2 separate regions of the Rattus norvegicus genome follow, and region 1 is linked to region 2. A link is a contact called in public Hi-C data. All regions are on one chromosome and are shown on one strand. Each heading gives the region's core, a stretch centred on a gene start, on an enhancer-like site or on the middle of the called end of the contact. The rest is flanking DNA. Distances are from core to core; before and after follow the strand shown.

The links. Hi-C and Micro-C count contacts between places; a contact is called where the count stands out from the background.
Region 1: a Hi-C map of frontal cortex shows a contact between it and region 2, with 1.6 times the contacts expected there. The contact joins the enhancer-like site here to the promoter of Cnksr3 in region 2. A contact is called at or near these places in 2 of 12 Hi-C or Micro-C datasets (frontal cortex and mammary epithelial cells).

The regions. Positions count from the first base shown.
Region 1 is chr1:46,100,311-46,103,780 of GRCr8, reverse strand. No RefSeq gene overlaps it. Among named protein-coding and RNA genes, the nearest start is that of Scaf8, 31 kb to the left of the region's middle. Within about 2 kb of position 1,645, at least 20 of the 93 cell types and tissues checked have an H3K27ac peak or open chromatin away from gene starts, as enhancers often do.
Region 2 is chr1:45,995,135-45,998,378 of GRCr8, reverse strand. It overlaps Cnksr3 (Cnksr family member 3), which reads left to right and starts at 1,458. Exons shown (of 13, transcript NM_001012061.1): 1 at 1,458-2,028. The coding sequence starts at 1,977.

The sequences.
Region 1 (3,470 bases), core at 396-2,895, 110 kb before region 2:
ATGATCCTCCTGCCTCAGCCTCCTGAGTGCTGACATCACACCTCTATGCCTCTGTGTTTACCTGAGGTCCATGACTTTTAATAATTATGATTATCTAACATCACAGAATTCTCAGTTCTTAAGGAAAAGTGGTTCGGTGTGTTAATTGACTGGGACAGACCTTGGTGAAGCCACTGGATGTTGTATGACTGAGTACTGCTCATTTGGGAGCGTACAGGTTAGCAAGGGCTTCCAGGGCCTAGATGCAGTCGTTAGTGCTGTTTTAACCTCTCAGGAAAGCAAACGAGGTGAGGAGGTTGTGTTTACTCCTGCTGTGCTTGTCCCAGACAGTCTGAACAGGAGGTGCGCACTGAATTTCCTGCAGTGGTCCACAGTAATAGGAAGAACACAATTTATAGTACCCAGCTTTGGCCACCTTCTCTGACATTACTGTAATTGAAGTAGCTCAGAGGCACAAAAGGTCACATCGGGCATTTATGCAGAGTCCACTGAAGCTGTTTGTGAAGGCGCCTGGTGACTTTGTCCACGTGTCTTCTCAGAAACCTAGTTACGACGTCATTTTCCTTCCATGTTTCAGATTTCATTGTAAACAAAGCATTTTTTTTTTTTTAACTGATCAATGCCTTCCCTACCTACCCTGTTAAGCAGGAGGAGACAGTTGTTTAGTATCATGGTTAGGACTGATAAACTCACTCAGTCTTAAAAAAATGTTTATTTTCCCATGCATATACGTCTGTATATCTGTGTGTGTGTGTGTGTGTGTGTGTGTGTGTGTGTGTGTCTGTCTGTCTGTCTGTCTGTCTGTGTGCATGTCTTCCTCTGTTGCCCTTCCCTTTGTTTTTTGAGACAGTCTTTCATGGAGCATGATCTTGTCATTTTTCTGCTTGTCTGCTTGCCCAGTAGTCCCAGGATCCTCTGGTCCCTGGCCCTCCCTCCAGTGCAGGGATTGTAGGCATATATGAACTTGCCTGGGTTTTGTGCGTCTGCCAAGAATCCAGACCCAGATCCTCATGACTTTATGGTCTTATCTCTTTTGTTGTATGCTTTATTGGTCTCACCGTGTATCTCTGGCTATTCTGGAACTTGTATATAGAGCCAAGTTGGTCTTAAGCTTATAAGTATTTGTTTCCTGAGCACTGAGATCAAAAGTGTGCCTCCACAATGACACTCTCTACCACTCACTTGTGGGGTATTTTTAATGATTTATGTATATAACTTTATGTGCATTGGTGGTTTTCTTGCCTGTATGTCTATGCGAGGGTGTCATTTGGTCTAGAACTGCAGTTACAGACAGATGTGAGCTGATATGTGGGGGCTGGGAATTGAACCCCAGTCTGTTGGAAGAACTGCAGGTGCTCCTAACCACAGAGCCATCTCTCCAGTCCTTTTGTTAGGATCTGATCGTCACGCCACCTTCTACACCAGGTGGTAGGAGGCGGGAGTTCACAGAAGATGTGGAGTGGAGCCCATTCTGCAATCCGGTCCCTTCACACAGCATATGTTTCCCTCTCATTCGTAACTTCTGCGGCTCATCACTGGCTCTCCTACAAGTCAAGGTCCAAGAACTCTAATCCTGCCCCAGCCGGATGGTCCCCCCCGCCCCCACAGCCTTCCACAAATGAACTATCCTTCTCTAGAGAAGGTAGAAGATGGAAAGCGATGCTTCTGGTGAGGACCGGAGCCACGTCTGAGTCCTTACTAAGTCAGGGAACGCTAGCCCTGCAGCAGGCCTAGTCCCGAAGGCTCCTACGAAACTGGCCGAGCTGTGGATAAGCTTGCCTTCCTTGTCTCGGGCTTCGTTAGGGCCGCCTGAGTAATGATGTTGGCTTAAACAGGAGGTGAACGCAGATTGTGTCCTGCTGGAGGATAAGAAGGAACAAGCAGTCTGAAGTCACAAAGCACAGTTCCATTCTGGGTTACAGACTTGGAGATAGACATCTCATGACTAAGTTCTGGTTCCTGATGGGTGGGATACAGCCCTTTGGCTCTGCCTGGCCTGGTCTGTTGACACTGAGGAAAAGGGCTGCTGTGACAACAGAGAAGCACAGGCTGCACAGGAAGGCCTCCCTCGGTGCCCCAGCCACTCCCCTGCCCAGCCAGGACATGAGCAGCCAGAACACTGGGGAGTTTCCAGCTCTGCTTTGATGGTTCTTCCCTGGACGTCCCTCCTCCCAGAACAAAGTCTTCTTTTCCCGCACGATTACAAACAAGGTAAAGATTACACAGTACACCCCAAACGAGAAATGCCTAGCTGACCCACGAGTTCCCCCAACTCACAGAGTACCCTCTTTATTTCTGGTGAGTAAGAAACTCAGGCTACCATCATCCCTCGCTCTCCCACCATATACACCAAAGCTGCTTTGGGTGACAGACATCAGAGACGTTCTTCAACTGGGAGACAACAGAAGGACGAAACCCGGCTGAGTCCCGAGCGACTGCTTCTGTTCCAGGTGGAGTTGCCAGGACTGTGTGAGCTTTGCTTCTGCCAAGAGCTGATATGGAGGAACCTCACCCCTTCTCTTCTCCAGATCTGGGCTAGCTTTTCACCACCACCACCACCACCACCACCACCACCACCACCACCATCACCACCACCACCACCATCACCACCACCACCACCATCACCACCACCACCATCACCACCACCACCACCACCATCACCACCACCATCACCACCACCACCACCACCATCACCACCACCACCACCACCACCATCACCACCATCACCACCACCACCACCATCACCACCACCACCACCATCACCACCACCACCATCACCACCACCATCACCACCACCACCACCACCATCACCACCACCATCACCACCACCACCACCACCATCACCACCACCACCACCACCATCACCACCACCACCACCACCACCACCATCACCACCACCATCACCACCACCATCACCACCACCACCACCACCACCACCACCACCACCACCACCACCACCACTACCCCACATTGGCCGGTCACTCCCCTCTCCAGCTGGTAGGCTGTGATGAATTCACTTTTCGCCAAGTATGAATCTTGTCCAAAGCCTCCCCCATCTCTTCAGTGACTGTGTAAGGGACAGAAGTCCACTGTAGAAGACAGACCATACCTTTGTCATATTCTTTTTCTGTTTAGTTGACTGGCCAGCTGCCAGACACAGAAAGCCATGTCCTCAGCCCAGTATCATCAAGGTGGGAGCCTAACAGCATCTAGGCAGGCAGGTACAGGAGGAGCTGAGAGTTCTACATCTTCACCTGAAGGCTGCTATGAGAAGACTGACTTCCAGGCAGCTAGGATGAGGGTCTTAATGCCCACACCCACAGTGACACACCTACTCCGACCCACACGTATTCCAACAATGCTACATCTCCTAATAGTGCCACTCCCTGGACCAAGCATATACCAACCATCACATAAGGCCATCCTCTGCTACATATGTAGCTGGAGTCATGGGTCCTTCCACGTGTACT
Region 2 (3,244 bases), core at 209-2,708:
TCCCACTGTGCAAAGGTCAAGACGGTTCTTCACTCTGGAGGCCATTAAAGATGGTTAAGGAAAGACAGGTGTCAAAGATCATTTCTTCCTTTTTTTTTTTTCTTCTGTTTTTCGGAGCTGGGGACCGAACCCAGGGCCTTGTGGTTGCTAGGCAAGCGCTCTACCACTGAGCTAAATCCCCAACCCCGATCATTTCTTTAAAAGAGGGCAAATACCAGGAATCTTCTCAAAGTCTTTGTCAAGTTTCTGGGTTGGGTAATTAATTACTTTTGTTTAAAAAAATCGCTATTTTTGGTACTTGTATGTCTTTTGTTGCATAGACAAATTGCACAGGAGGGCTAAGACAGTTTGTACACTATACACCCAGAACGCTCACTGTACAACAGAGATCTGGGTACTAGTGGCGAGTCTCACGTGTAATAAAGAACACCTATCCTAACAGAGCAAATAGGAACGCAGTGTTTAGAACAGGGGAGGCAACTGCAGGCATTTACTGAATGAATAAACACTCCCTTACGCCAGAAGCTAAGCAGTTGGAAGAGGAAGAACAGATCCAGCTCAATATACCCAAATACCAAGCAGCCTCTTCCTTGGATAGGGTTAATAGTAGCCAAGGGGAAGATGGGAATCAATAACTATAATTGAAAGAAGACTCACTAGGGGCCCTAAGAGTGTCTGCTTGTGTGTGGGAGGGAAAGCAAGGAGGGCAGGAGGGAGGTAAACACAGGTTATAGGGTTTTCCCCAGACCGGTGCCCTGTTTCCAAATTGAGGCTTGCAGTACAGAAAGGGTTTTCCTTCTCTTGTCAGAGACTGAAACTGGATAAGGTTCTGTTTTTTCTTTCTTTTCTTTTTGGCTCACTGACAAATTTCGCCTTAGGGTTAATGACTAATCTGAATCGAGCATTAGGTCATTTTGAAAATATGACTATTGCATTATGGCAAAACACAACTCGAAGAGCTGCCGTTCTAGTGTTATTAGAGCGAAGAGTTGATACAATGTAGCGGCCTTGAGAGCAGTGGTATACCGCCGTCCTTTTGTCCAAAGCACAACTGGCCTACTTTAGGAAACTTAAAAGACCCCTGAATGGCTAAATGAGATAGCGACTTGACGCTTTTAAAACAAGAACGTACACATCTCCAACCAAGAAACAAAGAAAAAAAACTGTTTACAGGATTCAGATGGTTCGGCTGCCACTAAACTGGGACCTCTTGGGAGCCAAGCGGCTCTCCAGGACTCCAGCAGCAGCTACAGCTCACTCCTTGAAAAGGAAAAGTAGAGCCGGGGAGTCCCAAGCTGGGATGCAGGAGGGAAAGCAATTGGAGTCCGCGTCATCGCGGCCCCGCCCCTCCCACGTGTTGCTCCCACTCGGCTCCGCCCCCTCCCACGTGTTGCTCCCGCTCCGCTCCGCCCCCGCTCTTATTCCGGGAGCAGCGAGCGGAGCAGAAACTTTGCTACCCGAGCGCGCAGGCTCTGCGTTTTTCCCCTCCCGGGCGGCCCGCGACGGTGGCGCAGGAGGTGGGACCCGCTGGCGGGAAGGCTCGAGGCACCGGCGCACGCGGAGTGAGGACCTCGGGAGCGGACACAGCTCGCAGGGGCTGCGGAGGGCCAGCCGACCTAGAAGTTCCCGGCCAGGAGAGTTCCACGCCTGAGCAGCCCCGGGCCTGGGGTCTGAGGTTGCAATCTTGCGCCCGCTGCTGCGGTGGTCACGGAGAAGCAGCTGTATCCCAGAGCTGCGTGGGGGAGAACTGCAGCTGGACGGCGGTAGCTGCGGGGAGCAGCCGTACCGGACACAGCTGTCCCGTACGTAGGGACCCAGGGCCGCACTCCCCTCGCTGAGCCGCTGCGCGATGGCTGGCTGACTGCGGCCATGCAGGCTTGAGCGGACGCCCGGGACACGCAAGGGACAACTGCGGGCGCAAGTTTCAGGACTCCGCCGTCGACTCCCCAGCCCAGCGGGTAGAGAAGCATCTTACCATGGAGCCCGTGACCAAGTGGAGCCCCAAACAAGTGGTGGACTGGACTAGAGGTGAGCGGGCCGTGAAGGACCCCGGCGTCCTGCAGCCGGGGAGCTGGGGCGGGCCAAGAGTTGGGCACTGGGGTGCTCGGCCCCTCCTGCGGGCGACAAAGCAAACTTCTGCGGAGCGGCTTATGCGCCCCTTTCTGATGCGCCTGCTCCGATCGTTTTCTTTTCGTGGGGGTGCGCGTTGTGTGCAGTCGACGGGACACCCATATTTAAGCCAGGGAGTTATATAGGATGGGAAGATCGCCTGGGAATGTGGGACTAGGGATTTGGCGCCAGGGTACTCACTGCTCTGTTCCGGTACGGTGCCCGAGACTTCTGCCTGTCGTTAAACGCAGAGGCACAAGGCGTCTTTGTGTGGGTGACTGCCCCTGGATCTAGTAAAGGTTGCGGGCCAGAAGCAATCCGCGGGCGTGACCCGGCAGATGGGCAGGTAGACCAAGACTCCTGCGGCCAGCCTAGCCTGTTTGTTTGGGTTGGAGAGGGCGAACTGGCTTTCGCGCCTGTGAGAACCTTAGCGCCAGGACTCCCGCAGAGGCAGGGACTCAGCTCTGAAGGTGCCAGGACCCCCAAGGGCGCAGCATTTGAGGCCAGTTAAGCACCGAGAGGGAGCTGAGGGTCTTGCATACAGTCCGGTTCTGTACAGTTCTTGGGAAGAGGAAACCAGTGGGTGCTGGGCGGTGCAGCAGGAGTGGAAGTGTCCCTGTTACTTTATCTTGTCTCTCATGATTGCTAGGGACAGTTGCCAGAGGTACTCAACTCTCTTTGTCCTCACCCTTTCGTGAAATCAACCACTGGAGTCTCAGGGGTCCCACTTCCTCACTTCAACATCTGTTTCAAGTTATCCAGACCCCCCCCCCCACCCCGCGGTTCCCCCCCCACCCCCCCGCTGGTCTTCCAGGTGAAGAATAAGTCACAGGAGTTGTAGTGTGCTTCACACTTGGCTAACTGCTCTGTCTTTGTCCATCTCCGCAGATGTGAAGTAGGTGATGCCGGTGTGTTCAGGTCATCTTTCAGACTGCCCTACCCATGGCTGTGGCACAGTGGAAACCCCATCCTGTCATTTCTCAAGCCAGAGTCATATATAGGTCACTGGAAGGGGCTGTCCCAGCAGTGAAGTGTCTGGTGTATGTCCCATTATCCCTGGCTCCTCCGGAGGAAAACACAGAATACTGTCTTAGGAAGTAGTTTTTCCATTGTCCAGACTTTCCAGGACTCTCAA